4 separate regions of the Mus musculus genome follow, and regions 1, 3 and 4 are each linked to region 2. The links are chromatin contacts, called in public promoter capture Hi-C maps. All regions are on one chromosome and are shown on one strand. The core of a region is the stretch at or near the end of the contact, and the rest is flanking DNA. Distances in the headings are between cores, read along the strand shown.

Region 1 (6,067 bases), core at 1,669-4,168, 340 kb before region 2:
TGCTTAGAATTGAACTCAATAACTATGAATACACTCTATACACTAAAACTGGCTTTGTTGGTTTTTTTTTGGGGGGGGGGGGTTAAGTGCACCGACTGCTCTTCCAAAGGTCCTGAGTTCAAATCCCAGCAACTACATGGTGGCTCACAACCATCTGTAATGAGACACTCTCTTCTGGTGCATCTGAAGACAGCTACAGTGTACTTAGATATAATAATAAATAAATATTAAAAAATAATAGTGTCAGGCCCTGGGACCTCCCTTGAGCTGGATCCCTCTTTGGGCCTGTTGTTGGACCTTTTTTCTTCAGGCTCTGCCTCAGACCCTCTTTATCCTTTTGTCTGCGTGGAACAGGTCTCTGGGGCAGGTGGGCAAAGCCTTGGATGGAAACAGACAGATGCACATAGGAGAGGTTGTGTAGAATCTGAATGTAATTTGTCAAATCGAGCATCAAACTTTTTATGCTGAAGAAAATAGGGAAGTTGGGTGACACACCAGCAAGGTACAAAGAGGTTACTGGATTCTTACACAAAACAGGAATACAAACACAGAAGGTCTAACAGGAACCACCTGGGATAGAATTCATTGTTAACAACTGGGATCAAAAAGAGCTGCACCTAAGATTCACTTAATCTTAGAAGCCAGGGTCAAGGGCTTCGTGCCCTTGCCATAGTTCCTATTTTAGTCTATTGTATAGTCCACCTTTCCCGTAGACCATTGTAAATACGTGTGTATGGGTGTAACTCAGCTATCTCTAGTTCTAAGTGTCTATTCTGGTTTCTCTTTAGGTCTCAAACTTCCTTCTTCCTAGATGATGGTAAATTCTTGTGTAGAGCAGTGACTTGGCTTTTATTCAAAGTGATAGTGTAATGCCAGAGGCAATTCTGAATGTCACTGAAAGCAACATTCTTACTGAATTCCAAGCCCATGGTCAGCTGTAGGACTTTCTAGGACTGTTGGAACACTGGTGAAGGCTTGGCTATGTGAGAATTCAATCCTAAAAGGCACTTATAATAGGATAATACTAAAAGAGAGCACATGGATCCATACACCAGACTAACTCGGGAATGGAATATTAATGTATGGTTTAGAGAGAACACCAGATTCCAGGAGGTGAGTTTCCGTGAAACTCTTTGCCTCGTGACTTTTAGGCCTCTCGGCCTGTCAAGCTGACTCAACCAGAGTGCGTGGCAAGGCTCCTCTCCATTTCCATCCCTATAATTCTAACAGAAAGAAACTATTATGGGCCAGTTTAAACATATGATAATTTTACAAAAGTTATACGTACAAAGTGAAAGATATTTTATGCAACCTAATGAAGGACTGCATAAATATGCTTCTTGACCAAATAGTGGAATTGGATTTGTATGCCTTCACATATTCAGACCATTTGAAAGCTATGAGATTCCTAAGTTTTGGGAAACATATCAATTTTATATTTCTCCATATGTTCATTTGAGGAAGGTAGATTTGAGGAAGGTGGATTTGGGAAGCCCTGGAATGATTTAAATGGGGTTCAATGGATGGTTGGACCTCTCTGTTCCTTTTCATCTAGTCCTATATCTTAAGTCTTATGCTTCTTTTTTAAACTATTTAAGTCTTATATTTCCCTTCTTTGTCTTCTTTGTCATCGTCTTTGTGTTCTACTTCTCCTTCTCCTTCTTCTTCTTTATTTTTATTTTATTTTATTTTATTTTTCGAGACAGGGTTTCTATGTGTAACACTGGCTGTCCTAGAATTCACTCTGGATGTAGATGAGGGTGGCCTCGAACTCAGAAATCTGCCTGCCTTTTCCCTCTTGTGTACTGGGATTAAAGGCGTGCGCCACCATGCCCGGCTGGCATACAAATACTTATGTCTTCAGTCAGGGATACTGTAGTGCTAGCTCTCCCACATTCTTTAAATGCTTAAGGTTTACCACCCGTATGGATTTTGTGGCGACTTTTATGATTACATGTATTCGTTACATGTTTCTAGGTTCCTTACAGCTGTTACGTTTTATTCCTATACATATTATGATATATACTGAAAACCAGCTGAGACATTCAGCCACATGGACTGAACAACCACTGGATTGCTCAACTTCCCATTGGTATAGAGTTATAGTTGCAAGAGTTGGCTATCAGCTTGGGAGCCATACTAATAAATCTACTTTCCACATACATAGAGAGACCCTAGAGCATTTTCCTAGTACACCTGTGTTTTTGGGTTGAGATTTTATTTTATTTTTTGGCACTTTCCTACTGAGGAATAGACAATAGAATAGTAGATTATAGAATAACAATAGAGCTCCAGCTGGAAAGTTTGTGCAATTTACCAGAACCCAGTAAGAAGCCACAATACAAAACGTTGTTTCTTAAAGTCACTCTTTAACTAGCAGTTAAACTGGGCATCCTTCCACTTGTAAGACAGATTATCCACTCCACTGCAACTTTAGTAATATGCTTCATTCCACTAGCAATAAGAGGAAGCACCTTCTGAGGGCAGTGGACTCACAGGTCAGAATTTGAGTCCTGGCTCTGGAGAACAAAGTCACAGCTCACAATGGGGAGGAGCAGGCAGCCAATCAGAGGTGAGCTGGAGAGAAGGGACGGCAATAGCTGGGGTGTACGCTATCGGAAACCTGGGACAATTGCTACCAAAATACAAATCTCTGCTGATCTAGAATAGGTGTGCGTCTAGATTGGAAACCTGTGCACTGAACCACTATTCCGAGTTGCGTTTGCACCCTCTCACCCTGAGAGAGTTGCTCCTGTCACTCAGGATTTACTAGCCAATCACGGCATGAAGGAGGATCTGACAGTCTTAGAGGAGGGTGGTTTTTCCGGAAGGGATTTTCCTGGTTCCCTGTGGGATCTGCCAGTCATAAGAGGAGGGTGGTTCTTCCGGAATTCTTTTCGCTGGTTCCCTGTAATTAAGCAGGCTTAAGTGATTTGTCCTGTGTGCTGCTGGGTACTGTGAAGGAAACTCAGGCAAGTTCTGAAAGTGCGACATGATGAGGATATTGTCACTTCCCACAGAGGTGAGGAGCGGGATCGGGTGTGCTGGGTCCTACGGAAGGCTGGGTCGGAACCAGCAGCTACATGCAGGCACCTGCGAGTTGCCTCGTGGTTTTAGCCGCTTCTGGACCCAACGGTGGCTCTTGCATAACTTAACTATCTGGGCTGAATATTCACAAAACCTTTCGAGCAGGGTCCTGTGTATAGAAACACCCTTAGCAGGATGCCAAAGTCAGACAGGCTAAGTTTCTTTCGTGTATTCTACAAGTTGTTCTCTTGGCCTTTAGCATTGAGCTCTGTACAAGGAGGTAAGAATGGATCAATTCGCATTCTTCTACATGCTAACCGCCAATTGAGCCAGCAACATTTGTTGAAGATGCTGTCCTCTTTCCCCTGGATGGTTTGAGCTCCTTTGTCAAAGATTAAGTGGACATAGATGTGTGAGTTTATTTCTGGATCTTAAATTCAGCTTCATTGATCTGACTGTCACTGTACCAGTAACATGAAGGGGGTTGTTTGTTTGTTTTTGTTTTTGTTTTTTATCACAATTGCTCTGTACTACAGCTTGAGTTTCGGGATGATGATTCCACCAAAGGTTCTTTTGTTGTTGAGATAGTTTTTGATATCCTAGGATTTTTGTTATTCTAGATTTATTTACAAATTGCCCTTTCTAATTCTGTGAAGAATTGAGTTCCAATTTTGGTGGGGATTGCTGTGTATCTGTAGATTGCTTTCAGCAAGATAGTCACTTTTACTATACTAATCCTGCCAATACATGAGCATGGGAGACGTTTCCATCTCCTGAGATCTTCTTTGATTTCTTTCTTCAGAGACTTGAAGTTATTATACAGATCTTTCACTTCCTTAGTTAGAGTCACACCAATGTATTTTATATTAATTGTGACTATTGTGAAGGGTGTTGTTTCCCTATTTCTTTCTCATCCTGTTTATCATTTCTGTAGAGAAAGGCCTCTGATTTATTTGAGTTCATTTTATATCCAGCTACTGCACTGAAGTTGTTTATCAGGTTTAGGAGTTCTCTGGTAGAATTTTTAGGATCACTTATAGATACTATCATATCCTCTGCAAATAATGATATTTTGACTTTTTCATTTCCAATTTGTATCCCCTTGATCTTCTTTGTTGTGGAATTGCTCTTGCTAGGACTTCAATAGTTATGGAGAAAGTGTGCCGCCTTGTCTAGTCCCTGATTTTAGTAGGATTGCTTTAAGTTTCTCTCCATTTAATTTGATGTTGGCTACTGGTTTGCTGTATTTGCCTACAAGGTAATGGCCTGCTCTTGTTGAAAGACACTGTACCTATTCATACTTTCAATAATATCTATCTTTTAAAGAAGTCAATTCTTGATAACACTTTTTTTTTTTTTTTTTTTTTTTTTTTTTTTTTTTTTTTGGTTTTTTGAGACAGGGTTTCTCTGTGTAGCTCTGGCTGTCCTGGAACTCACTTTGTAGACCAGGCTGGCCTTGAACTCAGAAATCCGCCTGCCTCTGCCTCCCAAGTGCTGGGATTAAAGGTGTATGCCACCACGCCCGGCTCTTGATAACACTTTTTAAGTTTCATTTTCTTAGAATTTCTCTGAACATCTAGATTTTTTTTTCTCTTTAGTGTTTCTGGAGAATTTAAGTATTTTATCCGTTTTCTCAACTGCTATGATTATTTGTTTCTATTTAGAGGAATTTCTTCTATAGCCCAGACTTGCCTTTTGCTATGTAATTTCTTTGAATACCTAATCCTGCTTCTGCTGTCCAATGCCTGAAGAGAAGCATATAAATTCTTCCAGGATGAGCCCTGACTGGTCAATGAGGGAAAAAGACAGAGAGATATGAATGAAGGAATGAATGAATGTTCTCCTACCTCCACAACATTCTAGGGGAAATTATAGATCAAGAGGGACATTGGTAACAATTGATTTCACTGACCAACTTTGAAAATGGTGTATTCACAGCAACCAAAGGGAGTGGGAAGAATGATGGAGGGAGCTTTCTTTTAAAATACCTTCTATTATCAGTGCATACTAATGTTATCAATGTTAGATGATCAATAAAAGGCCAAACTTGAAAATTTACGTGGTTCACAGAAAAAGACAATCAAGAATCTAGAGAAGGAAATGGATTAATTTTTAGAAACTAAATATCTGTACGTACATGAATTCAACCAACATGTAAGTGCTTGACAAATTTCTGTGTCTGTGCCTAGTAGGAATTTTACTATTCCAATTTTACAGTGTGCATTGGGAGAGAAATGTATGAGTAATACCTGGTTTGTCTAATACTTGGATAACTTTTCAATCATAAAGCCAATTTCAGCTTTTAAAAATAAATTTTGATATTATAATTAAATCCTTTAGGTTTATCCTTTCTCACTGTTGTTAAGTCTTATGGCCCAGCACAAATGGCTTAGGTGCCTATTTAACAAATCAAAGCAGGCCAGAATGTCAGTTTCTCCCCAAATCCCCCAGTTACCCTTTACAGTGTATGCCTAACAAAGCACACCCTGGATCTTAGGGATTGGGGTATACATCTCCCTGCTCCCCTTCCTTATGTAATCCACCCAAATTTGTTAGAATATCTTTTTCATCTATCATTTACCCACCTCATCACTTTGTCTGGTTTTCCTCTCCTCTCCTTCCTCTCTTCACATGGCTTTGGTTCCACTTGATTCTGGTCACTCTCTAAGATGTGCCTGTCTCTAACTCCACTCTCCCATGTATCAGCAATAAACTTTCTGTTCCACCATGTCTAGGAACAGCCATGTTCCTTTCCTTTTTATTTCCTTTTTCTGTCACCTCCTATTAACCACTGCTTGCTTTCACATTTATGGCCACATCTACCTTCAATTGTTGCAACATTTTTAATTTAATTTCTTTCGAATATTTAATTTGATTTGATTTTAATTTTTTGAATTTAATTGAATTACCAGCCACATGGTTGTGTTTATGGAAATTAAATTCCAGGCCATATAAGGAGTTTTGAGTTTCAGGGGTTTTTCAGGTGTGCATGGTGCTTGGCACAAAGCAGACATTAAATTGTTCTTTACCATTGTTTTGC
Region 2 (5,462 bases), core at 707-3,206:
TACTATGTGTCTAATCTCTTGTGTAACAGAATTTTTTGTCATCCACCAGTCATCCAGATTATTTTTGAAACTAAGAACCTCTTTTCACAAAATAAAAAAAAATGAATTTAAAATTCTTGGATGCCGGGCACTTGGGAGGCAGAGGCAGGTGGATTTCTGAGTTCGAGGCCAGCCTGGTCTACAAAGTGAGTTCCAGGACAGCCAGGGCTACACAGAGAAACCCTGTCTCGAAAAACAAACAAACAAATAAATAAAATAAAATTCTTAGACTACAGACAGTAACTTTTTTCTGGCCTGAAGTTATTGCTCAATGATAGATAAATTGCCAAGCCTGTACAAGTCTCTGGGTTTGGTCTTCAGCAACACACACACACACAAACACACATGTGAGCATTCATGCCTGCTGCTCACAATTTGATGCAAGGCATATATAGCATACTTTGTGACCCAAAGTAAGTCTCTTCACATGAGGTTCAAGCATATATATGAACTATAAATAGATCTATGTATCATTTCATTTTGTCTATGTGACAATCCTGAATTTCTTCTCTGGGTGGCCTAAATTTCCTGTGGGTATTTGTCAAGGAATAATCATTATAATAGCATTTATTATCACTGCTACTTTTTCCTTCTCTGTTTTTTATTAAGCCCACCCTTCTACAACTAGCTGAAGAAATTGATCACATGAAAGACATTCTATTTATATAGTCTTTAAAGAATTAGTTTCACAATAATGGAATGTGAAGATTGGAAGGAACATGAGACAACAATCTGTGAGTTCTGTGTAAAAAAAAAAAAAAAACTTCAAATGAAGCAGCAAAGTCCTTCACAGCGCCTCAACAACAAGAGCATACAGCTAGTAAAGTTGGTTCGTTTGTTTCTGATATTACATATTCCTGAAGTGTGATATGTGATCACATGACATGTTTGTCTCTTGTCAAAGTGTTATTTTACACATGTGTACGGATCTGTAGAGATAGGAAAGAGTCTCATTTGCTGAGTTCTTTTAATAACTTTCTATTAAACTTTTCTTTTAAAGGTATTGCTTTTTGCTCTTAGTCGATAGAAATTCTTGTCACTGTTGTTGCTGCTGTTGTTTTTGGTGTTGCTGGTGGTGGTGGTGGGCTGGTGGTGTGGTGGTGGTAGTTGTAGTGTCTGTAGTCTATGCAGGTGTGTATGTAAGAGCATTCCAGAGAATGATAGTAGATAGCTTCTATCACTCTCCACCTTAGTTTTTGAAACAGCATCTTTCAGAGAATATGAAGCTACCCATTTTTGCCAAATTGACTGGTAGACATGTCCTGGGAGCCACCTGTCTCAGCTTCCGGACCCTAATGTTACCTGTACATGCAGCCATGTATATGCAACCATGTCCTGCTTTCACTTACATGCCAGGAATTTGAACTAAGTTCTCTTGCTTTCACAAGAGTCCTGACACCCTGAGCCATTTCTCCAGATCTCACCATTAAATTTTTAACAGAATAAATTATGAGAGAATGATATCAGGATTAATTAAAGTCAATCTTGGGAACGATTTGTCTTGGAGGGTAACAGAAAAAGAAATATGGTCAGGCAAAGTATAAAAGAGTTCACTAGGGATTGCTTGCTACTGCTCACCAGAAGTGACTGTCATTGCAGGGAGGATTCTGATTTCAGAAATAATGCATTATCTCACTCTAATCGTAATCTTTATAGTTCCTCTTTCCCAAAGGGGAATTTAGATTGTTGGTTGTAGTGGTTATTCAATGATGGCAGTCCCAAGCCTTCCCCTTGTAATTTAGGAACCTGCAGGACGATGCCTTCTTGAGTACCTATTCCGGGGGCAGCACATTTAAAGAAGGAAGGCTGAAAGAAATGCCCAAATGGGAAGGCAGCACAGCATCCAGGCAAAATCTGGTTGGAGAAGAAATCTGTTCTCATGATGACTGAGCTTCCCCAGCCTGCCTGTAGGTGGGTGTGTTTAACAGAACGAAGCCATGGGAACCAGCCTGTCAGCCAGCCTTTCAGGCTAATTAGCTCAGCATACAACAAAGATAAGTGAGCCTGAGAGGAGGGCCCTGAGGGTCTTTAGATTCTGGGAAATGTCTGATTGGCAGATGTTAAAAGGGATTCTTTAGTAATCCACTGCATCAATGAGCTGCACAAATTCAGTCCAGAGCTGCAAGAATTCAGGCATGAGGAGACTGTGCAGGAGGCTTGCACAGGCAGACTCGAGATGGACAGAACCTTGGAATCTCTGAGGCACATCATTGCCCAAGCCTTGCCTCACAGAGACCCGGCTTTGGTCTTCAAAGACTGTAAGTACTGAAGGAAAAAAAAAAAAAAAAACCTTTTTTCCCCCCCTGACTTTTTAGAAAATAGTCCTAAGTGTCTAGTCACATCTTGTTTAACTACGATTTCTGCTAGATCTTTGTAGTCGTGTTCTGTGGGCTAAGCAATATTTAAATTGTTCCCGACTTCAGCCAGGAGAAGGCTTTCCTTTTACCTACGCCCACAAGACTCTGGGCTGTTTTGCCAAGACAGTACTGTGTAGATGACTTTTTCTAAAGTCTAAAACCTGCCAAGTCTTAATGATCTTTTCCAGATGCTTTTTAAATAAAACAAAGCTGAGTGGAACTCAATGAAAACTAAAAATAACTTGGAAATGATAATTAAAAAATGCACTGCTCGTTGTTCATCTATTTAATCTTTCACACCATAACTAGACACATTAAATCAGGTATTGTTTTATCTAAAAGTATTGTAGCAAACAAAATTTAATTTTAACCACTGAGCTCCTAAATTTTAATAGCAAATTATAATGCCAATAAAATGTGATGCCTTCTAACTTCAGCCTCATTCCCGACATCCCCACCCCCACCCCCACATGGCATGGCAAAGTTATTTTTAAATCTTTTTCTAAAATGATTATGAAAAATAATTCAGCCAATCTTTACAATTCCAGCAATACTATTAAACCATTTGTCATATAAGTTCGCTTCTGGAACCAATTTGATTTCTCGCTGCTGCAAAACAGACTATCTTCATAGTGTATCTTATCTACAGTGGGTGTCAGATTACAAAGGGCTTCTGGAATAGAATTGCTCTTTGGATCTGCCCAAAAGGTGAAAATGCATATGGAATGTTTTTAGCCTGCAATACGTTACAGCTTCCTTTCTTGTGACTCTAGTGATGTGTGTCTCCATCAAAGTATCAGTGGTTTGGATTCTGCTTTCTGATTAGTGAATAATGCCCCTTTCCAGATGTCCCTGAAGCTTGTATTTCTCATATGTGTGATGAAAAAAAAGCAGAGAGAGAAAGAGAGAGAGAGAGACAGAGAGAGAAAGAAATGTCTGGCCTCTTTATTCTATAAAACTTCCCTCTTAGAAATTAAATTGTAACCAATCTGTCCTCTAAGGCATAAAATGAAAGCTACTTTCTTTCTCAGTTTAAAAAAAAAAATGTTGCCTTCAAGCATTTGTCAATAGCTATGTTAGAAATAATAAAAGTCACTCCATCTTCAAGCTTAGCCTGGCGTCTATTCTGGCTTGCTATGTTTCTCCCAGTGAAAGAGAAGGAAAGAATGTCTTTCTCCTTCAATGCATTCAAATCTTAGTGAAGGGTGAAAGGCTTTGGCATGTCCAAAGCTTTGGATAAATTGTAAGAACTTAGACCTAGAATTTGGAGAGCAGAAGAAATAAAAGGAAATGGAAAGAAAAGTTCAAATATGACGTTGTATGGTCCAGTTCTTAAGCTGAACTAATTTCTTCCAATTGCATACAGTTTAGAAGAGAAACTATGAGTTGTTAAAGGGACAATGTCTGTCACCAAAATTTTTGCAAGAACGCTATTTATTTTTTGCTGTTGTTTTCTTCTGAGACCCTTGTAAGCCACACAGAATGTTTTTTTTCCCATATGGAAAAACTGTGTCACATTTCATATATTTCGTTCATTAACAACAAAAATCCCAACATTAGTATGTGTCATTGTGGACTTACTCTGGAATGAACCACTTGCTCTGCCGCTGCTCTGTCCAGTGAGTGTGAATACGAGAATGTTAGATCCTTTCCTTTCCAGCTTTTCTAACCTGGAAATACAATGACTGAATGATATAAGCTAAAGGGCAAATGTCTACCAATCTTAGAAATGGGTTTGCTTTCTGAGTCAGGACATCAGATGTCTGCTTGAGGATCAAGCCATACACTGCCAACTGTGGGTGCTACACATGTCAGCCTGGCTCATGAACTTTGTTACTTTGGCACGAATTTAAATTGCTGCCACGGCCCTCCTGCTGGCAACCTAAAAAGCTGCCACCAGCCTTAATGGCAGTTCTTAAAAGTCTTCTTCCTGTCCTCCTAGCCCATTCAAGGCTCCTCCCCTGCCGCCACCCACCTAGTCTCTGCCAGGAGGAACACATAAAAAGAATTGCTTCCTTGCTTTCCTGGAAGATGAAAAGGGACTTAGAGAAATTATAAAACACAACTCAAGTGAACAAAGGAGCATAAAAAAGAAACTGCCGCCTGTTTCTAAACTTCTCTTCTGTGAATGCAAAGTGGGGTTTCCTTTACTCTTTAGACACACAGTACAGAGAGCAAAAATTGGCCTCCTGAGACATTCATCGCCCTCGGTTGGCTTTTGATTTGCTTACAAACAAGCAACAGTGGGTAAATTTTCTCTTCAAGTTGATTAGGAAAAGCACTCTAAGAGTTTTCTGGTCTGAGGCAGAACCATGTGGGAACGGTTACATTCGCTTAAGGAAGTAATGTTGAATTCATGGCTCAGCCTTCAGATGGCATTTTACAGTATGTCCAGTCTGTTATAGTTTAGATAAGTTGTTCATCTACAATAACTGTGTTTTTAATGGTATTATTTTCTTTTTTTTCTTTTTTTCTTTTTTTTAAAAGGAAAGAAATCCCACAGCATTTTTCTTTACTTCCTAGTGGACATTCAAATGAAAGAAGTTTGGGATGAGGTGGGCTCCCAGTATGAACTTTGCTTCTGAAGGCTGCATGAAGCTGATCTCCACAACAGGAGCATCTCTGCCACAGGCAGCACTGGATAGCTCCACGGGGCCAAGCAGAGTGTGTGTGCAGAGAGATTATGGCATATGTCCATGCTGCCTTCCACTCTGAGCTCTCTGCCATCCAGTTTCATTCTGTGGGTCATGAGTCACAAGCAAGGGTGAGCTGTCTTAAGAGCAGCCCCTGTCCTCTTTTGTGGAGCATGCACTTGCTATTTGTTTGCTACTGTTTGACCATGCCAAGGGGTTTTCTCAAAAGAAACTATTGCATGATTTCAAGATGGCTGTAGAGCAGATCTTAACCCAGGCACTAATTTTTCCCATTACCAAAGGATAAGGTAGTTACCTATCTAATCTGTAGAGTGTTTCTTCATTCATTTTATAGAAACTAGGATGATAAATTCTTATTGTATGACAGATTCTATGCCAGAAACATTTATTCTTCATAGTAAGCCAGTAAATA
Region 3 (6,069 bases), core at 733-3,232, 450 kb after region 2:
TGCACATGCCATAGCGTGTGAGTGAAAGTCAGGGCAACCTTCAGGAGACAGTTCTCCTGATAACATGTAGGGGAACGAACTCAGGTAATCAGACTTAGCAGCAAGCACCTTGTCAGCCCCAAATAATCATATTTTAAAGTATACAGTAGTGGTCAGTACACTAATTTCCAGTACCGCTTACAAATAAGTAATGTTTTACATTTGCAAATTGTTTTTAAAGCTAAAGGGGAACAAAAATATTTTTGTGGAGCATGAACGTTACACACAGTTCAAAACTCCAGTCTTCTTAACTCAAGCATGAGGCCACTGTAGAATATCAAGGTTGAACAGTTTTGACAGAGAATGCAGTGTTCTTCAGTCTCCAAATAATATCACCTGGTATTTGGTAGAAAAGCTTATAGCCATCTCACACACTGGATTAGAGCAAAGAAACTGCCAAACTTAATTTCCTTTCATTTTCCTTGAAAGTTTACAGATATTTATTTGTTTATCTTGTGTGTATCTGTGTGGGTATATGCATGCCATAGTGCATGTGCCTTGCTGTATACTTGTGTGGGGGATGGGTGGTGGGAAGGGTTGGAAGATAATTATGGCTCTCTCTCTCTCTCTCTCTCTCTCTCTCTCTCTCTCTCTCTCTCTCTCTCTTGACAGGGTTTCTCTGTATATTCCTGGCTGTCCTGTAACTCACTCTTTAGAACAGGCTGGCCTGGCCTCGAACCCAGTAATCCACCTGCCTCGTCCTCCTAAGTGATGGGATTAAAGGCATGCGCCACCACTGCCTGGCAGGTTCTCTCTTTTTTGCCATGTGGATCTTGGAGACCAAACTCAAATTGTCAGGCTAAGCATCAAGCTCCTTTACCCCCCAGAGCATCTCATGACCCCTCTTTACTTTTCAAGAGGATTTAAAACAATATATTGCAGTTTAGTTCACGTTTCTGAGCAGTAGAGATGAGTTACTTTTTTTTTTATGGGATTTTAAAGAAGATACAGGGTCTCCCTGTATTGCCCAGATTACCCTCAAACTCCTAGACTCAAGCATCCCCCTGTCTCAGCCAAGTATCTAAGACCTCAGGTACATGGTACCCAACTAGAGATAGAAAATTTAAATAACCAATAACAATTATTCTTTTAGACTCCTTTGTTCCTGCCCTTTTGTGTCAAACACAGCTCTGCCTGGGCTCCTAGGGCTAGCTCATCTTAGAAGGAAGTTTTTTGATGCCAGCAATATGGATACATGCACCTACGGCTGTACCCACAACATTAAAACCACACAACTAAAAGCACCATGCTTCACAAGAGTACCACGTCTCAGGCTGAACACAGCGTTCCTTTGACAGTCATTTAGGGGACCTGAGGACATAAGGCCTCAGCATCAGGAAGAAACAGTATCAAGGAGATATAGCAATATGTCAATAAATACAAAGACAGTCATCTGAAACATAAGGTTTCAGAAGAAATACTGAACAGTTAAAATGAACCCCAAACATATGAAACTGCTAATTTTACAGGGCAAGAGAGGTTGACTATTGCTGACTGCATGTTTTTCAACTAAGTAGATTCTGATCCCATAAAACAATCAAAAGCCAAAATGCATGTGTTACACACAGGCAGAATCTTCTTTCACTCCCAGGGAACACAAACATATATTTACAGAATCATAGACATCTATGGAAGGCAAACCTCACGGCAGTGAACACAGAGATGGACACTCACACACTCATCTTCACATGCTCACTGAACACATGAACACTGTCATACATAGATACACATGGACTCACCACATGCACTTACAAGCACATTCTTACTAGACCCCAATACATATGGTCACACATATGGTAGTAATTACCCCGCATGGCGGCAGATACCACACACGAACACACACACACACACACACACACACACACACACACACACACACACACACACACACACCTGTCTCATGGCTGTGGGTCCTCCTGGATTCTCTCTTCTCCGTCTTGTTCTGCAATCTGAGTGTGTCTGAAGCTAGCTGGAGGGGGGCCATTTGAAGACCAACACATTGCGGGGGTGGAGGAGGGCTGACGTCAGGACAAGTCTGACCAGGGGCTCTGAGGTCAGGCAGTCCTACTGCTCCACCCTCTTCAATTCCCGACATTTTCCCCATCCCCGGCTCAGATAGGACCTCCCTTCTCTGCCCCTCAAATTGGCCTTTCACAACCCCCCTCTTTCAGCCCTTCCCTCAGCTGCCTCTCTCAGCTGTCAGTGTTTTTATCTCCATCTTTCTTCTGTTACTACCCCCATCTCCCTCTCCCCCTGGCCTGCCCCCCCTCACCTTCTTACCTTTTCCTCTTCTTCGCTCTCTCTCATCTCCTCATAGCAGACTCTCTACAAATATGTCCCTCAGGATCACATTTCAGTAATGGGCAGATAGAGAAAGTACACACACACTCACGTCTGTGGGTGTGCCTGTGTTGCTGGCATGTGTTTCACAGCAGACTGGAGCTACAGCCAGAATTGTATGCTCTTTGCTGGGCTGATGTTTCTGTGTGTGTGTGTGTGTGTGTGTGTGTGTGTGTGTGTGTGTGTGTGTCTGTGTCTGTGTAGGGGTACATATGTACACACATGCTCATGTTACAGTCTGTTTGGGGCTAAGGGATGGGCTATTGGAATCTGTCTTCTGGGGGATGGCAGTGACTCCATGGAGTGACCTGAGTTCATTGCTCTGATGGAGACTAGATCAGAACAGAGCTGGGGAAGAAAAGAAGCTCTCATGGAGTGTACCCTAGCTCCTTGAGGCCAGAAGACTAGTGATCCTTATCACTCTTGTACATGGTTTCTTATAAGGATATATATACATTTTTTTTTTTAGCTTCAAGACTATGTTTTTCAGAGTTTCTCTTAGTATACAATGATGGGTTGTGTCCTGTTGTCTCTTCCTGCATTCTCTTGTGTGAGTGATTCTGATAAAGTTTATTCTCAATCTCTCTCTCTCTCTCCCTCTCTCTCTCTCTCTCTCTCTCTCTCTCTCTCTCTCTCTCTCTCTCCCTCTCCCTCTCCCTCTCCCTCTCCCTCTCTGTCTGCCTCACTCTCTCTTACTTTCTCATTTTGTACTTGATGCCTTGACTATATTTATTTCTCTACCTATCTGTATTCCCATTTCTTTCACTCTTCCTTCTTCCCCTCTCCCTATCTCATGTCTATTATCCCCGTCTTCTACTAATCTGCAATCTGTATATCTATCTACTCTTCTATCCCTCGGTGTCTCTAGCTTTCACCTGCTTGCCTGCCTTTTTATAAGACTATCACTCGGTTCTCCCCATCTGACTTTTATGACTCTGTTTTTCTTTCCTCTGGCTGCTTCATCTCTTGCAACCACTCAGCAGTCTAGTGGACAGAGCCAGGCGTGTGTGAGAATCTTGTTATACAGGGCATAGCTGCAGTGCTATGTTGGGCCTTTGCTTGACCTTGGGCACTAGGGAGAAAGTTTTTGATGGTTGAAAACTAGGTACTACCCAATATCAGGGCAGGACAGGCTGTGTCTGATGCTATTGCCGGGAACCTGTGTTGCCTAGTGTCTGTCTGTGTCAGGATGATGGATCCTCTGATGGAAGCAAGCCCAGATCTGGGGATAAGGGGAGTTCCCATGGCTAGGAGGGGATAGCCCAGGCTCCACCCAGGAGCTGGGCATTTGATTGCCTAGCCTCAACACCACCCTGACTGGGTGGAGCAGCTGTATAAAACCAGATGTTTCTAAAACCAGAGTACATGAGAGACAAACTAGGACTTCAAACCCTGAGAGTTTTCTCTGCCAGGGCACAGAGTGCACAGGCTCCTTCAGACCCAAGTGACCAGACCTTAGTACTCCTCTGTTTGACCCAGGGGCACAGTCCCTAGCTCTCCTCCCTCAGACCAAGAATTTCAGACCCCAGCCCTTCTCCCTTAGCCCTGATCGTCCAGTATTCAGTCCTCCCACTTCAACTCAGGAGTCTGAGTCTAGACATCTGCCCTCCTCTCTCAAAAAATGAATACAGGCCTAACTCTCCTCCCTCAGGCGCAGGGGTCCAGTTTTCCTTGCAAGCACAGATGACCAGGATTAAATGTAGCAAAGACAAGATGACAAGGACAGATGAAGTTGAGCTCTTTTACAGACCCCCCTCCCCTCCAAATGGGGCTTATAACTGCTCTCTGTCCTCAATCTACGATGTCTTCCTTGTCTTCCAAGTAGGATCGTCATCATTTAACTTCACCACAAGAGAAGGGTAAGGGTGATTGCTAAAAATGGAGAAGAAGCAGAGGAAAAACATGTATTCATTATAAGGACATCTCTTCAGCAGATGATGGGTGGGACCCTGGACTAAGTGATGCCAGGCACACAGAAATGACTCAGCAGGGGGCCCTGCCTCTGAGGAGATGCCAAACTAGTAGAGGAGGCAGCTGTGTAAATAGAGGATTGGGCACTGATGGAACTGAAAGGCAGGAAAAGCTTCCTGGAGGAGGTGCTCCTGACTGATGTGAAGTTAGGGGAGTGGAAAATGAAGGAGAAAGGTGTCCAAGGCAAGACTTATGGCTAGTTTACAAAACACACACTGAGTGATGCTGTGTGTTAGCATTTTGTCTAAGCTCGGACCCACAGTTACCTGTCAAAAGCCAGGTGTTCCTGACTCACTAAAAAGAGGGCTGCTTGCCCAGTTCCCTCTCTCTTGCCTTCTTTCTCTTGCTCTGTCCTCTTGCCCCTTTCCCCTATACAGGCGCTCATGGCCAGCCTCTACTCCTCTAATCCTATACTTACTTACTCTCTCTCTCTCTCTCTCTCTCTCTCTCTCTCTCTGCCTTTCTCTGTCTCTACTATCATCTCAACTCCCCTCCCCATGCCTGAATAAACTCTATTCTATACTATACCTTTGTGTGGCTTGTCCCTTAGGGGGAAGGGATGCATCAGCATGGGGCCTGAGGAGGCACTCCCTTCCCCCACACCTGACCATACCTCCACCAAACACATTCTTTCTCTCCTTGCCTTTTTATAAAGCACAGCACTGTGGAAGCACTAAGGAGTTGGGAAGTGAAGTAAGTAACAAGATCCATAAAGGCAAGATTTCTTTACAAATGATTTTAGAAGACAGACAGATACCTCAATAATTAAAATTACTTGATGCCCTTGCAGAGGATCTGAGTTGGGGCTCCAGGAGTCATGCCATGTGGTTTACTTGTAAGTCCAGCACAAGGTTATCTGATGATGTCTGGCCTCTGTAGACACTTGTACACTTGTACATGAACAAAAAACAGAATCCAGAGGACTGAGGTTTAGTTTCCAGCACTCCCGTAGTGGTTCACAATTGCTTGTGACTCCAGGTCCAGTAAATCTGATTCAGTTCAAGCCAGATTAAATTATATTAAAGGCAGGTTTGTTGGAAAGCTGAATTGGGTGGGAGAGTTCACTGGCTCCAAAGACCAAGGCCAGGGAAGTCCCTGTGGGGATGGGGAGGAAAGAGAAAGAGGGAAAGGGAGAGTGCAGAGAAATGAAAAGGAAGAAGAGGAGGAAAAGGAAAGAGAGAGAGAGAGAGAGAGAGAGAGAGAGAGAGAGAGAGAGAGAGAGAGAGAGAGAGAGAGTAAAATATCTGGATTATAAAGGGAAGAGCCTCTAGGGGTAGGGCAGCATAGCCCCTGGACTGGAAAGTTCAGGGTTGGGGGCACAGTATGTCAGGCAGGGACTGAGGGATGCTGGGAGAACCTGGAGGCCAGATATGTTTTGGCATCTACAATCTGCACCTTAGTCTGGGTTCTGAAACCAAACATTGAGGTTGCAGTTAGCAGCATCAACCCAGGTCCAAAACAAAACAAAAACACCACCAAAACAAAAAATCCTAGGAAGAAACAATTAGTAATTTAAAAAGCTTATTTCTATTTTATTATTTTGTATGCATACATGTTTTCCTGTCTGTATGTGTAGGAATCCAATCCGAGCAACAGCATTAGTGGGTTTTTGTTTTTGTTTTTGTTTTTTGTTTTTTGTTTTGGTTTTTCGAGACAGGGTTTCTCTATGTAGCCCTGGCTGTCCTAGAACTCACTTTGTAGACCAGGCTGGCCTTGAAC
Region 4 (5,478 bases), core at 2,782-5,281, 490 kb after region 2:
TCTACTACACAAAGTCTATTATCAGCCAATCTCCAATCTGCAGGATGCATTCTCATCAAGTTGTGCAGGTTTCTAGGCAAGTTTTCTTACCTGAACTTTCCAACAGCTCTGGACAGATCTACAGCTGATCTCCTGAAGAAAGAAGCCTGTCTCTACTGAGCTCAGCAGAAAATATACAAAACCAACAGGAGGAGGGGAAACAGCAGAAATGCATTGGGTAACAGGAAACAGTAAACAAGAAACAATGGTTTTCTGTGATTTACAAGGACCCTGAGAGTATATCCAAATCAAATTTTTTTTTCTTAACAGCATTTGGTGACCAGGTTGGATTGTTCTGGAAACTGGAGAATCTGAGAACTTTCATCTGCTTTATATTTCGTGGGATACAGAGGTGTAACCTCCATATCAGAGCAGAAGGAATCTAGGTGCCCAAGAACCTTCTGATCATATGGAAAAGCTATGAGGCTGGGGTAATAGAACTTATCATAAACAATGAAAGACAGAGATGGAGAGGAAAGAAATAGGAACTATATACCCAGACAGAGGAAGATAAATGTGAACAGTTCAGACAGTCAGAGATGGTCAGCCATTCTACACTTAGTCACAGTCTCCAAGATCCATCACACAATAGCCCACATTTCTGTCAACATATCTTTGTGATTTTTCATAACAAACACCTTTTAGAAAGTTCCCAAGAAAGGGAGATGTTGTGAGACTTTTCCTGGATGGATATCAAAAGATGCCTATTTACTTGAGAAAGGACATGGAGGACAAAAAAAGGTAATGAACATGTCACATCCAACTTGGTAAATCAGTGATCTTATTGGAGTGAAGATATGCAAACTCAAAAGGAACTCACAGAAATTGTCCTAAGGGGTATCATTTTTATATAGCAAAGGTCTCACATACCAAGAGAAAACAAGAGAGGAAATCAGTAGAGAGTAATCGATGAACAGAATGTCAGGTTGTTTGAACTCTGATTGTTTTTTTTTTTTTTTTTTGAAGATAGTTTGATGGGAATCTAGCTCCTTCATATTTCACCATCCCTATTACAGAAACTTTGTTCTTTCCAGACCAATAATCCATGGTGATCACACAGTATCTGTACAAATACTGAGGCATGTGTGTTTTGGGTACAATCTAGAGGATGAAGAAAATCAGGAAAGTCTTAGGGTAGACTTCTGCTCTGTGTGGCCATGTTTGCACAATCTATGCAAATTCAGAGGAATTGGCAATTCACTGTGAGCTGTGTTGGGGGTACTCCCTGCTAGAGATACCAAATCATTACTGTCAGATAATAGACCACTATTAACTGTCTCTGGGAACTATGCAGGTTCTCAGTTAGATCCAGGCCTGGGTAGGTGACTTGTTGGGTGATAATTATCTTATTTAAGCCATTTAACCAGGGCTGTGCATTTTCTATCAAGGGTGAGAAAGTTAATATTTAATACCTGGCAGGTTTCAGGATCCTCAACTCAGCTTTATAGCATGAATACACAGAAAATATGCCAACAGTTCATCATTTAAAAAGATAGTAGTTGTATTTCACATTACTTCACACATTATATTTTATTCATTTGTTATTGTTCAAGCAAAACAACCCAAACCAAAACAAAAAAATCTAACCATACAAGAAAACTATTCCTGGCTTGGAGGCTGTACAACAACTCGTGTTGGTGGGACTGGGGAGAGGGCATCCGTGCTTAAGATCACTCTTGCAGACTGCAACAACAACCACACAAATAGTGCCTGGATGTGACCATAGTTTAGGAGGCTCAGTCATTTTACCTGTGATTTCAGAGTCATGATAGTTACAAATAGAATTTTTATTTGAGTAGAATAGACAGGAAAACTGAACAGAGTACATACTACAAATTCCAGTGTAGCAAATATTATCTAGATCTTATAAGACATTCTTATCTCCTGACAGGCTCTCTGGGTGAAAGTTTTGATCAAGCTCATACCAACCACTGTCTTCCTTTCAGACGTTGTTTGGAAATTAAGGCACATGATAGGTTCACTTTTCCCTTCACCCTCCACCCCAGCCTCTAGATTGTTCTCTCATCAACTTACAAAATAATCTTGTCTTTGTGCAGAAACTGGATTCTTATTCTTTCACCAGTTAAAGCCCAAATTCATCAGAATCCATCAGAATGTGATTGTTCAGATTTAGAGTGTTTAAAGAACCAATTAAAGCTAAATGAGGCCATAAGGGTGGGGTCCAAATCCAATATAAGTGTTGTCTTTTTGAAAGGAAAGAAACACCAGGGTGGTGTAAGCTTATGAAATGTGTATGTTATGTGAGGATGCAGAGAGATGATGGCTACCTGTAAGCAAAAGAAAAGCCCTGGGACCAATATTGTGATCCTGGACCTCCAGCATCCAGAACTGTGACAAAATCAGTTGCTATACTTCAAGACACCCAGAGTGTGTTGATTTGTAGTGACAACCCTTGCAAACTAAGCGTTTTGCTTTAGTTTAGTGATTCTTATGTCTATGATGACCTTAAATCTATTCAATTCCCACAGTATATTAAAGAGGATGAGTATGGACGGTAGGTATAGATCAATTAGCAGAGTGATTGTCTAACCTGCAGGATGGTCTGTAGAAACCGATGAGGATTGTACATGCCTGTATTTCAAGCACTCAAGTGTTGGAGACAAGAGGATCAGAAGTTCAGATGTCTACTTAGTGTGTTTAAAGACAGGTTGAGCTCATGGGAACCTGTTTTCAAAATGTGAGCGTAAGAGAGTGACTGGTGAGAACATGAAGAGAGACAGAGACAGAGACAGAGATGTTGTGGCACAAACTAAAGAATGTGACCATGAGTTTATTTTTGACATTTCTCTATCTATGGTAGTGTCTATGTCCTCTCTCCTTTTGTCTGAGTTAGTAAAGACCTGAGTTGTTAGGGCACACAGTTGTTGTCCACAGAGACGTGAAGAATGTCTTCATATGGAAACAAATCCATACATATGCTGTTAGAACTGTTTAATAAGCATGGAGGCAACATTGTGCTTGTGATCATCTCAGTCTTCATGTGTATATTTGCTTGTGCCTGTAGAGACCAGGAATAGAATTCTAGTGTCCTTGGATCTGGAGTTATAGGGAGCTGTGACCTGTTTGATGTAGGCACTGGGAAGTGAAGTTGGGTCCCCTGGAAGAGCAGTAAGTGCTATTAGTCACTGAGACGTCTATGTAGGTACCCATCTTCATGTTGTAAAAGCAGAAAAATCTTTCTTAAATGTATGAATGTTTTAACTTCCTGTATGACTGTGCATTGCGTTTGTGTCTGGTACCTGCAGAGGCCAGAAGACACTGAATGCCCCGGAACTGTAGTTGTAGATGGTGTGAGCCACTATGTAGGTCACTGGAATCAAACCTGGATCCTCTGGAAGAGCATTCAGTGCTATTAATCTCAAAGCCATCCTTCTAGCCCCAACTCCTTCCAATTTTTTGAAAAAGAGTGAAAGGTTTGGGAGGGTGGTGTCTCAGTGGTTAAGAATAGGTATACCTCTGCTTAAAAGAACTGAATTTTGCTGCCAAAGCCCATGTCAGACTGTTCACAACATTTTGTAAAGTCAAATCAGAACCAAATTCAAAAAACCAGAGCACAGATGCTAGGGCCAAAAATTGACAGGACTGAACTCACGTTTTCCACAGATAAATGGTAGAAGAACATTTACACTATGATTATAAAAACTCCACTTGGGCTGGAGAGATGGCTTAGAATTTAAGAGCACTGGCTGTTCTTCCAGAAATCTAGGTTCAATTACCAGCACCCACCTTGTTTCTCACAACTACCTGTAACTCCAGTTCCTAGGGATCCAGTGTTATCTTTTGGCTTCTGAGGACACCAGACATGTATGTTATACACACACAACTTTAAGAAAAATGTCCATATAAAAAATACAATGAAATAAAAGGATTCCAATAGCATCCCATTTGCCTGGCTTCTGGGAATCTTAGGAAACCAAGAGTTTCTACAACAAGGTTGGTTTCAGTTTTCTTGTTCCTCTCAGAGTTTCCTTAAGTCTATAGTGAGAGCCAAGTACTTCATTTACACCACAGGAACCGAAGAGTGTAAGAAGGAGACCTCAGCTGGTTGTAAGTTGTGTTCTAGTAACTGAAACTTACTTTTTGAATGGCTGTTATATGTGATGGACACTTCCTAAAACCCTGTGAAGAGATGTTTAAGACCATATTTACTTTCACCAGATGGCTGCTGAGTTCTTGACTTAGAATATGTGTTGAACAGAAACACTTGAAACTATGGGGAAATGGGTCAGTGTATAAGTGCTTGCCTTGCAATCATGCAGAACTGAGTTGAAGACACTTGAAAAAAGTCAAGTGGAGGAGTCTGATTCTTGTGCTTTTTATATGTCCACCCATTATGCTATAATTGTTGGTACAATGTGTTGCTTGTATCTTTCTTTTCATCTTAAAGTACAAGTTTAATGTGATTTCAGAAGAAAGCAGAGGGTGTAATTGGTACTGTGCCATGGGAGGTATCAGGATAAGAACTGAGAACTTTGAGTTTGGCTGTCTGGAGTCCACATCCATGAAGGTGGAAATTTGGAGTAGTTCCAAAGACTCAAGACAGTATGGAGTGGATTAATGAGAAGATAGGAGGTGGGAAAAATATAAAGAATATTTATAAGTTCTGAGATTGTGCTGTGAGTTTTTTTTTCACAGAAACAAGTCTGTTTAATGAAACAAAGCTTATCACCTTTTTCTCCTTTGCCCTTCTTGCCTCCATACTCAAGTGAATGTAATGTTTCTCATATGCTAGTTAGATGCTGTTCTACTAATCATGTTCCTTACTAGGTGTATCCTAGGCAGTAATCTACCACTGATTCACACTTCTGGTCCCTTACTACTAAATGATTCTAGGATGATGCTCTAATGTTGAACTACATCCCAAGCATTCAATTTACTTTTTTATTTCTTGATATGTATGGGTATTTTTCATAAATGTGTGTCTTTTTGCCCCATGCTTTCTTGGTGCATGAGAAAGTAGGTAAAGAGCTTTGGATCTCCTGGCATTGAATTTACAGATATAAATCTACATGACAGTGCTGGGAACTGAACTGAGATATGCCGGAAGAGCACACAATGCTCATATTTTCTGAGTAGTTTTGTTTAGCCCCCTTTTACTTTTTATTGTGTAGAACTTATCCCAGTATATTATCAAACTGTACCTCTTTCTGTATTGGAATCAAGCCTTGAATATGCAGTTCTCATCACAGCCTCAAATAACAGTTGGGATTTTTGGTGTGAGGACCATGTTTGGGTCTTGAAGGGAGGCAACATGATAATTCATATGTTAATGAGAATGCTCTACTGGAAAGTATATCCTGATGTTATTGTTTGTTTGTTTGTTGTTGTTATTGTTTTGTTTGTTTTTTCCCCTTGGCTTGGAAGAAAAGAGATATTAAAAACTCAAGAGATGAATATCTAGGAAGGTGTGAGACATAT

What was found. Promoter capture Hi-C pulls out the DNA fragments that hold promoters and counts their contacts. Capture Hi-C pulls out chosen DNA fragments and counts their contacts.
Region 1: a promoter capture Hi-C map of adipose tissue shows a contact between it and region 2. The contact joins the promoter of Zfp960 here to the promoter of Lix1 in region 2. A contact is called at or near these places in 1 of 115 datasets of contacts at active chromatin or transcription factors (embryonic stem cells) and 1 of 9 other capture datasets (adipose tissue).
Region 3: a contact with region 2 is called in a promoter capture Hi-C map of second pharyngeal arch cranial neural crest. The contact joins the promoter of Has1 here to the promoter of Lix1 in region 2. A contact is called at or near these places in 15 of 39 promoter capture datasets (the 3T3-L1 cell line, 3T3-L1-derived adipocytes, the C10 cell line and 10 more), 4 of 484 Hi-C or Micro-C datasets (Th1 cells, cortical neurons, embryonic stem cells and 1 more), 3 of 115 datasets of contacts at active chromatin or transcription factors (craniofacial prominence, embryonic fibroblasts and embryonic stem cells) and 3 of 9 other capture datasets (embryonic stem cells, macrophages and pancreatic islet).
Region 4: a contact with region 2 is called in a promoter capture Hi-C map of second pharyngeal arch cranial neural crest. The contact joins the promoter of Fpr2 here to the promoter of Lix1 in region 2. A contact is called at or near these places in 17 of 39 promoter capture datasets (the 3T3-L1 cell line, the C10 cell line, the HPC-7 cell line and 11 more), 2 of 15 datasets of contacts at CTCF or cohesin (large pre-B cells and pro-B cells), 20 of 484 Hi-C or Micro-C datasets (B cells, the C2C12 cell line, the HL-1 cell line and 12 more), 1 of 115 datasets of contacts at active chromatin or transcription factors (astrocytes) and 2 of 9 other capture datasets (liver and macrophages).

The regions. Positions count from the first base shown.
Region 1 is chr17:17,061,185-17,067,251 of GRCm38.p6, forward strand. It overlaps Zfp960 (zinc finger protein 960), which reads left to right and starts at 2,919. Exons shown (of 4, transcript NM_001005358.2): 1 at 2,919-3,022. The coding sequence starts at 2,993.
Region 2 is chr17:17,400,730-17,406,191 of GRCm38.p6, forward strand. Lix1 (limb and CNS expressed 1) reads left to right here and starts at 1,957. Exons shown (of 6, transcript NM_025681.2): 1 at 1,957-2,297. The coding sequence starts at 2,216.
Region 3 is chr17:17,853,206-17,859,274 of GRCm38.p6, forward strand. It overlaps Has1 (hyaluronan synthase 1), which reads right to left and starts at 1,983. Exons shown (of 5, transcript NM_008215.2): 1 at 1,933-1,983. The coding sequence starts at 1,941. The region is part of intron 1 of Gm36907 (a long non-coding RNA gene); the gene reads left to right.
Region 4 is chr17:17,883,793-17,889,270 of GRCm38.p6, forward strand. Fpr2 (formyl peptide receptor 2) reads left to right here and starts at 4,032. Exons shown (of 2, transcript NM_008039.2): 1 at 4,032-4,107. Fpr1 (formyl peptide receptor 1) reads right to left here and starts at 147. Exons shown (of 2, transcript NM_013521.2): 1 at 91-147.